Linked DNA regions of Bombyx mori: region 1 is linked to region 2. The links are chromatin contacts, called in public Hi-C maps. All regions are on one chromosome and are shown on one strand. The core of a region is the stretch at or near the end of the contact, and the rest is flanking DNA. Distances in the headings are between cores, read along the strand shown.

Evidence for each region. Hi-C and Micro-C count contacts between places; a contact is called where the count stands out from the background.
Region 1: a Hi-C map of posterior silk gland shows a contact between it and region 2, with 2.3 times the contacts expected there. The contact joins the promoter of LOC101745122 here to the promoter of LOC693080 in region 2. A contact is called at or near these places in 2 of 7 Hi-C or Micro-C datasets (posterior silk gland and whole pupa).

The regions. Positions count from the first base shown.
Region 1 is chr10:12,784,961-12,789,414 of ASM3026992v2, forward strand. LOC101745122 (U4/U6 small nuclear ribonucleoprotein Prp31) reads right to left here and starts at 2,318. Exons shown (of 10, transcript XM_004923189.4): 1 at 2,196-2,318; 2 at 1,769-1,975; 3 at 1,560-1,695; 4 at 1,180-1,384; 5 at 703-845. The coding sequence starts at 1,963. It overlaps LOC101745365 (probable nuclear transport factor 2), which reads left to right and starts at 3,525. Exons shown (of 5, transcript XM_004923190.5): 1 at 3,525-3,667; 2 at 3,757-3,890; 3 at 4,326-4,397. The coding sequence starts at 3,783.
Region 2 is chr10:12,641,616-12,646,571 of ASM3026992v2, forward strand. LOC693080 (E2F transcription factor 4-like protein) reads right to left here and starts at 3,406. Exons shown (of 7, transcript NM_001046833.1): 1 at 3,246-3,406; 2 at 3,047-3,156; 3 at 2,382-2,483; 4 at 1,457-1,628; 5 at 919-1,026; 6 at 1-49. The coding sequence starts at 3,353.

The sequences.
Region 1 (4,454 bases), core at 1,068-3,567, 140 kb after region 2:
GATGGGTTATAAAATATAACTAAGAGCTTGTGGTGCCATTGTGCTTACTATGGGCTTCGATAACCACTTATCACCAGGATAATTCTGAACTCATTCACACATACCCTTCAATTAGAAAAAGTATTCATTTAATATGCTCACATTCATTTAAGAAATATTCTATTGTAGTTGATTAACAACTACCAATATATCAATATGGTTAAATATTTTGTCGCGAGGGGGATTAGTTAAATTATTTTAATGTCTAGACCATTGGAGGGTGGCTTGTTAAACGTAGAACCCGAGCACTCTCAACAAATTTTTGGATATAGTTTTAGTATAAATAAGGCCATCCAATGATGGACAAGAACAGAGTGCAAACTACCAGACAGGTCAGACCTCCTGAGCATTGTAAAAAGGGAATAAATTGCTACAGAAAAAACATCTCGTTCTAACAACAGATCGTTTCTCTACTTTGCCAAGCAAATGTTATTTTAAAAGGGTTACAATTTAGAGTTCTGATGCACTTACAATCTGCCAGGCTCAAAAAATGCAGAAAGAGGCATTTGGTCCTTCTAATACTCTGCTATTTTGGAAATTATATGATGAGGGGAATAATTGCAGTTGGCTAAGGGTGATTGCACAATTGTTACCACTAATCGTTTTGGGAGTGTTAAATAGAATTTATATTAGTAATTATAGGCAACAGAATGTATCACTTACCAACAATGGCAGTTATGTTTGGTGCAATAAAAGTCATTCTACTTTCAACATACTCATATATTTGCGATTTGAAATTGTTCAGCTCACTTGCCATATCACAGGCCTCATTGATTTCTTCTAGTTCAATTTGGCTTAGTAATTTCCTGTCAAATGATTGAGTTGTTTAATAAGTAACTATTTTACACAAAATGTTCATCAAAATAAATCTTCAAAGTCCCTGTTTTGTACTCTAGTCCACTATAATAATTTAAATGAATTTGAAATGTTGCATTTCTACATTTTTATTTACATTTATTCTTTCTTCTTCCTAGTCGTACAGTCTTAACAGAGTGGTTGTGGTCATGTATCAGTCGAATTCTGCGATACCAATGCTCTCGCGTTGCAATGACATGTGGCACGATGTTTCTCAGAGTGAGTGCATTGATTTATATTAGCAAACAAAATAGACCACAAATAGAAAACAAATAAGAAGCTAACCCTTGAGTTGTAGATGCAGTAACAGAAACAATCATAATAGTGGCCTGAGTAAGAAAACTCTGTAATATTTCATTATTCTTAGCCCTGTCCAAATCATTGCCAAGTTCTTTCACTGTCCTTATGTATTCCAATGGAGTGATGATTAGAGATTCCAATTCAGGAAACCGTTTCTGATATTTGTCACGGACAAATCTGTGAATAATAGCTGAAAATTTGCATTTCTTGACTTTAATATTGTAAGCAGTAATAATTAGACAACCAAGATAATAATTTCATGAAAAGAGAACTATTAACACTACGTTCAATCATAAAAGTTCAATTCTCTGAAACTGTTTTAATAAACAAATCAACACATGAAAAATGGAGATTGGAATGCATACCTATTTCACCATCAATTTCAACAGCAACATTATTTGCTTCCACAATCAGTTGATACTCAGGGTCAGACTCCATTAAGCCAGCAACTTCAACCTTATTTCTGTTATTTCCAGCATTACATTCTATTTCACTCATAACCTAAAAGTTGTTTACATGAAAAATTGTAATTTATATTTAAACTGTTCTTCAAGAAACTTTATTAAATACATACACGTTTCAGACGATCAGAATATCTTAGTTTCGCGAGTTCTCTTATCGAGACATTCTTGATTTCTTCTTCTTTAGGTAAGACGGGATATGGAACTGCAAAGTCGTATTCTTCTTTGGTTTTGCTCTCGATAGCAGCTTCGAGTTCACCATCGTCATTTTCTTCTAAATCAGCAAGTAATTCGTCAGCTAGAGACATGCTTCTGTAGAACTAAATTGATTTTCTGAGTGTTAAGTTTATGTGTGAGCTTGTTCTGTTTCTATTGTATTCTGTAATATTCTACAATTATTACAGTTTTTTACTCAAATCGACTTTCACAGCTATACAGTATATTTCATTTAGTATACATTATAGATATTAATTTGATTTTTTAGTCAGCGATGTCATTAAACTTCAATAGTTTGTACCCAAAACTAAATGATTTACCTACCTATGTACCTACGGCGACTAATATTTGCAATAGTTAATTTGAAAAGTAAACAGAAATGACAGTGACAGTACGGTACTTGACAGTAGTAAGTAGTACCGTACCTACCTAGTATGTAGTAATTCCATTTTTCCAAGTATAAAGACGAAGGTATCATACGATATGTTTATTCATAAATTATAGATTCTCTTTCATGGAAATGATATGAAGCTAAATGAATTTAAGTTGATTAACTGGAGATATTCATTAATAGAGATGAAATTAAATGAAATAAGATGAGATGATATGGGATAAAATATAATCTCAGTAAAATAGTGGTTAGATATTTATTAAGACTTTTCAGTGAACTTTTCAGTAGATCCCGAGAAGCTGCGCCCAGCAGTTTTATTTCATTTTCCCACATTTGTGCATATTCATAAATACTAAATAGTTCATAATTAACCACCGTTATTACACATTTAAACCTAAAGAAATACTAAATAGACAAATTAAAACAATTCACACAACTTCGCTCTTCGCGTTCCCGCCAAAAGGTCTCACAGGACGGTGACTTTTGATTGTTTTTTACAATTTAAAAAATACTGAAAGCTGTAATGAAATAGTCTTGGTTTTTTTTTTAAGAATTGAATCAAATTTATGAAGATTTGGAGAAATCGCAACATAAACAAAAAACTAAGATAAAGCTCATGAGAACCCTTATCTTCTCCATACTCTCGTACGCTTCTGAGACGTGGACCCTCAAGGCCCGTATCCGATTGAAAATTGACGCATTTGAAATGTGATGTTGGCGCAAAATGTTGGTCGTATCATGGACGGAGCGCCGAACAAATGTATCAATTCTCTCGGAGCTAAACGTCAAGACCTGTCTATCTACGATCTGTATGCAGCATCTCCTCAAGTACTTCGGACACGTGACCTGACGAAATCTTGACAAATTGGAAAAAATAATAATTGTAGGTCACGTGGAAGGAAAGAGAGCTCGAGGAAGATTGCCAACCAGATGGACGGACATTGCCAAGGAAGCCACAAACACCAGCGTTCCGGGTGCCATTCAGCAGGCCAAATGCAGGCAGCATTGTAGGAAACTAGTGCAATTAGACCAAGGTGGTCACGACTCATGATCCACAGTAATGAGGAAGCGACGAAGAAGAAGAAATGTACTTTTAATCTGAAGAATTACGTGGATCAAGTTTGACTTATTTTCTAATAACAATTGAAAAATATATTACAGGATTTTCCTAAAAAGTACGTCAGAGCATTAGATTTTAATACTTTTAATCCATAATAGTGGAAACAGCTCAGCTTTAGTAGAAAATAGTAGTGTTGTATGATCTTATACCTCTTAGACACTACATTCAGAATCATTAAAAAAAAATATGTCATAACTGTCAACAAGCAGAATAAATTTTCAAGCCCCTTTTCGTCAGTTCGTCACATCTTGAATTTTTCGGCTGGAATTGGGCTTTTTGTTGGTGGTGTGTAGACGCCTAATATTTAAATAAAGTTAAGTGAACACCTTCCTATTCAATTTTTTAGTATATTCAAAGATATCAATCTTTTACAGTGACAAATAGACACATCTTAATCTAAATGGCGCTCAATCCGCAGTACGATGCAATCGGTAAAGGTTTTGTGCAACAATATTACACATTGTTCGATGATCCGGCTCAACGGGCAAATCTTGTTAATATGTACAATGTGAGTATTATTACTGTACCGTTATTTTTATTATATTATGGTTATCTTCCCTTCTCTCACATTTTGAAAATAGTATTTTACAATTTAAATTTTGTTTAGAGGTTAACGTCTGGTTTTACCGACTGCGAAACTCGGCTTCTCATATAAAGCAATTACGTAGAATTTAGACTGAAGAAACGATACAAAGCCTCTATTTTAAGTGTAATTTAAATATGTCCTTTTTAGAATTGTGTTACCATGTGTTAGTACAATTTTATTCTAGATCTTTTAAGTGATGTATTTGTTGATGCCCACTAGGGTGAAAAATTGGTGTCAACTGGACATTGCGATAAATTTTACTTTATACCCCTTTTTTAACAATGTTGTATAAACATTTAAACATAGTTGTTTCAGGACTATTGCTTGTTAAGTTATTAATAATGACTTGTCTTGCAGGTTGAAACTTCATTCATGACCTTTGAGGGAGTACAACTGCAGGGTGCTGTTAAAATTATGGAAAAATTAAATGTGAGTAAATAAGAATTTTACCAATTTTGAAGATATTACACTAAAAATCTTCTCTAA
Region 2 (4,956 bases), core at 2,156-4,655:
TTTTGAAACATTTGATATTATTATCTTCCATTTCGTTATTACTATTTGTCTGTGAATAAATGATCACATTTAAATAGTAAGCAGTGTTGAATGAATAATTTTGCTTGGTTATTCTCCCTTGTCAAAAGGTTAGTGTCGGCGGCATTTACATCGCCATGCCCGCTTATTACAACTTATTACCAGACTAAGAACTTATCTGACTCACTTATAGTGCAGCAAACAATTTGCAAAAATAATGTAAGAAAAATGGTCAAGGTAAGTTACTCTAGTTTATAATTCTAAAGTGATGCATTCATTGATCAAGATATGACATCCATTATTACAATAAGGTTGAATCTTTTCTCGGGTCTTTAACAAAAATTTCAACTATATTTGACGTTGTTTTATTTTTTGTAAATAAAAGAAAACTTATTGCGGCATAACTAAAGTAGTTAGACATATGCTGTCGCGACACTTTTTGTAAATAATAATGTGTTCTACAAAATCGTAGTACATTATTTTATTCTATCATCACTAGTTTTCGCAGGGTGCGTGATGTAAAGAATATTTTAAGTCATTTTTTTACACCTTGGGTTACATTATTGGAGTTAGTAAGGATCCCTAAATTTTTTTTAAAACAGATTATAGCTTATGTCACTCGGGAATATTGTAGCTTCCAAACAGTGAAAGAATTTTTCAAATCGGTTCAGTGGTTTCGGAGCCTATTCAATACAGACAAACAAACAAATATTTCCTCTTTATAATATTAGTATAGATATTATTTTTATTACTTTTATCTATTTTTATTATTCCAAGGCCTATATCTATGTTATTCGTATGCCATCTATGAGCTCTGGTAACTATGTTACCACTTGTATCAGGAGTCACTACCCACTGCTATAAGATACAATAAAGAACGCTTTAAAAAGCTTAACATACCTCTTCGTCTTCATACTCCTCCTCTTCCTCCTCCTCCTTATCGTTTAGCAACACAACCCCCATTGATTCTGATGATTTAATGTGAAGTAAAAAATTTGATTCTCTGTCCTGAAACAATTGTAATTATTATAATGAGTAAAATTATTGAAAGCAAGTGAATAAGTGTATGATCACCTGACAATCAAGCTTAGTTTTACTTAATGTATGATAATTGTACACCAATATGAAAACAGAACAAATGCAAAATTACAATAGTCTTATTGCTAAGAGCAATCTCTTCCAGACAACCATCAGACAAACAAGAATCATCTAATGATATTAATCACAGTGTACCAATTGAAAATAGAAATAGAACATAATTAATTTTAATATGAAGAAATTAATTAAAATTTATGTTTAGTTTACATTAGTTTATAATCATATATAAGCAGAGTTAAAAATGAAGCAGAGTTAAAAATGTTCTAGAGCTTGAACTACCATTCATTGAATTTTGTATGAGTACTATTCAATACATTATCAATAATATTGTAATACTGACCTTATTTGGTTGTGTTCCAATAGATAAATTTGCACCCAATGGTGCTTCTAAAACTAAAACTAGATCATTCTGAAAACATTGCTGGATTTCAGTATCCATGACAAAACACATATCTTGGTTGTCTGGTTCGTCTAAAACATTTTTCGTACTTTGTTTAATCCACTGTAATCGCCTGGAACATATTAAATGCATGGTCATAATGGAACACTGAAGGCCAATAATTTTGTCTCAACATCTCTTTATACAAATATTTAAATAATATGAATTATTCTAGGGTCCTTTCTATCATAGAAAAAATTGTGGTATTTATGTGTTATGACCATACAGAGTGAGGTATCTTTTGGCCAATAAAGGCACTAATAAATAGTACAAACAGACAAAAACTAATGCTGAACACTATCTAGTAGGAAATAAACAATAGACAGATTGTTCCATATTTTATAAAAAGATTGTATAGCACTATCTATGATGTTTTGACTGTGTTGCTGCATATGCTGTGGCATATATAACCAGGTAAGAGTGCAACTTAGGGCAAAGTGCACTGAAGAGTTAAAGAGTAGCAAACATTAGAACAATAGTGATCGCAGTTATAAATAAGAGCACAACCTAATACAGTAGCAGATATGCGACAATGAATACTGGTGCACAATGCACCACACAGGTATTAGAGAGTATGGAACAATATTCTATGACTACTTTTGGGATTTTGATTTCTATGATTGTCTGAGAACTGTTAAGAAACATGTCTCAAGTGAAAGCAGAATTATTATCTTAAGCCTCAGCTCTTAACAATATGTTTTTTCAACCATAAAATACAACAATATAATAAAGAAAACTAGCATTATATTTATCTTTAAAATAAGTAAGATTACATTGCAAAACTTCATTCTAAATTGAAAATTAATTAGGATTAAAATAAACAAACCTATCTAATAATCTTTCATGTTCATCCAAATAGCTTAATTGTTTTCTTAATCCCATTACCTTTTTACCAATTTCATTTTTATCATAATCGGGACCTGCTCCTCTGAAATAAAAATAAATAAATATTTTACTAAAATGAAATTATGTTAAGTCAATTTAAAAGCACAAAATTATCACAATTACATTCGTACAACATAATTGTTTGCTGTAACGGTTTCATGAGTGTAATAGTCATTTTGCTATACAATTTTACAATTTACATTAGATGTTCTAGGTTACTGAACCAGTAGCCACTAAATACCAGTTGAGTCTGAAGCTCATTGACCAGTCAATGCAATAAATAAACAGATTATCTCTGAATAAAAGAACTCTACAAATAGAGCAACATCCTTTTTTCTATTTGGCCACCAAAATCCTAATTTTTTTTATATTTTAGTGATGTTTTTAATACAAATTATTAAATTAAATACATTCTGAGAGGTCTTCATTTTTAAGATTATCATCCTATTAAAAGTTAATACTGAATACCAAAGCTTCTTCTTTTATTGATAGATATAAGGAGTCTCTTATAGAATGTTAAATAATTAAAATAACATATTAAAAAGACAAACCCAGACCCATCAACTATTTAAGTTAATATTAACAACACAATAAAATATTACAAACCTCCATTGAATGCTATTTTTACTTCGTTTTTCAATCAAACCAATTCCCTCTAAAACATTAGTAATATCATATATTCTTCGTTTTTGTCTAACAGCCAATAAATTGGTAGCCTAAAAAACGTGGTTATTAGAAAAGTTTAAATTACTATTTTTTGGTGCCCAACACTTTGACAGATCAAGACGACTCAAGCTTTACTCACAATTTTTAAATCCAAAACACCGTCTTTTGCTTTCTGTAATAATGAAACAAATTTAGTTGTGAGCAAACCCAAAGATTTTTCATATCTTTTGTATTTTAAATCAGTCATTGCCAAAATTAAACAGAAAACATAGATTTTTTGTCAAATTATCAGTAAAAATTTTGCGTCGCGCGGCGGGATGTTAGGTTGGTAGCATTGCAAATTTGGTAGCATAGATTACTTACTATATATTGTGATTAACAATATTTCAAACATTCATCTTCAACATTATTTCGGCTCAGTGAATTTGGCCCCCCTTTTTTTGATTTTCTGATTTTTTTTATTTTTAATTATTTGTTCGTCGTTTGTTCGTTAATGTCGATAATCGATCAATCACCAATAGTCGTCGAACAAACAATAATTGAGTCGACTATTATCAAAGCCGGCAATGTGACTTTTGGACAATTATTGGTAAATCAGAAAAACGAATTATTGATTTTGTATTCCATTGGCAGTCACAAAACTCTTCTGAACGACATCTTACAGCCTGGCCACGGGACATTCGCCGATGCGAATATTCGCGCGGTGCGAACGGCGAAGCGTCTAGCGACTAAAACAAGCGCATAGAAATGTACCTAACAAGCCACGCGCACCGGCGACCGGCGAAGCGACCGGCGAAATGTACCGAGCGAATCGCGCGATGCGGCGGGCGAGCAAAACAAATGCATGAATACGGACGGCGCAAGCCACGGAGTCGAGCGGTAGTCGCGGCGAATAGTGCAGTGATTAAATGAGTTTAGTTGTTTTCGCCGCGAAAAATTAACGCCGAAATTTTTATATTTTTTATTTATTTTTTATTTTATATTTTTAAAGTCGTCGTGGCCTAACGGACGTCCGGTGCAATCGTGTTGAGCGATGCACCGGTGTTCGAATATCAGGCGGGTACCAATTTTTGTAATGAAATACGTACTCAACAACACTCAACGTTCACGATTGATTTCCACGGTGAAGGAATAACATCGTGTGATAAAAATGAAATCTTCAAAATAATAATTTGCGTAATTACTGGTGGTAGGACCTCTTGTGAGTCTACACGGGTGGGTACTACCACCCTGCCTATTTCTGCCGTGAAGTAGTAATGCGTTTCGGTTTGAAGGGTGAGGCAGCCATTATAACTATACTTGAGACCTTAGAACTTATATCTCAAGGTGGGTGGCGCATTTACGTTGTGGATGTCTATGGGCTCCAGTAACCACTTAACACAAGGTGGGCTGTGAGCTCGTCCACCCATCTAAGCAATAAAAAAATAAAATAGCTGAAATACTAGCTAGACCAGCTATTTGGAAGTCTAGCCACCCAAAGTATTTCTCGTACTTCTTGTGGAATTCTCCATCTATAGGTATACTCCGATTCTTATTCAAATCATGTACTTCACAATCTTTTCCAAATAATAGGTCCTGAACCAAAAAACTATTAATTTGTAAGCAATATCGAGATAATTTCGATATAGACATTTCGCTGTCGGACTTCCTTACTAGTCGCGGCGGCGAACGTGAGTACCCGTGGCCTGCAAACGGTGCTGCGCGAATGGTCGCCTCGCCCACCGCTTCGCTGTTCGCACCGCCGATCCCCGTGGCCAGGCCGTTAGATAAATGACAGGTTAAGTATTAACCTTTATTTAATGCAGGTTTTGAACCGTATTCTTTGAAGGAGACGATTATATTCAAATCAA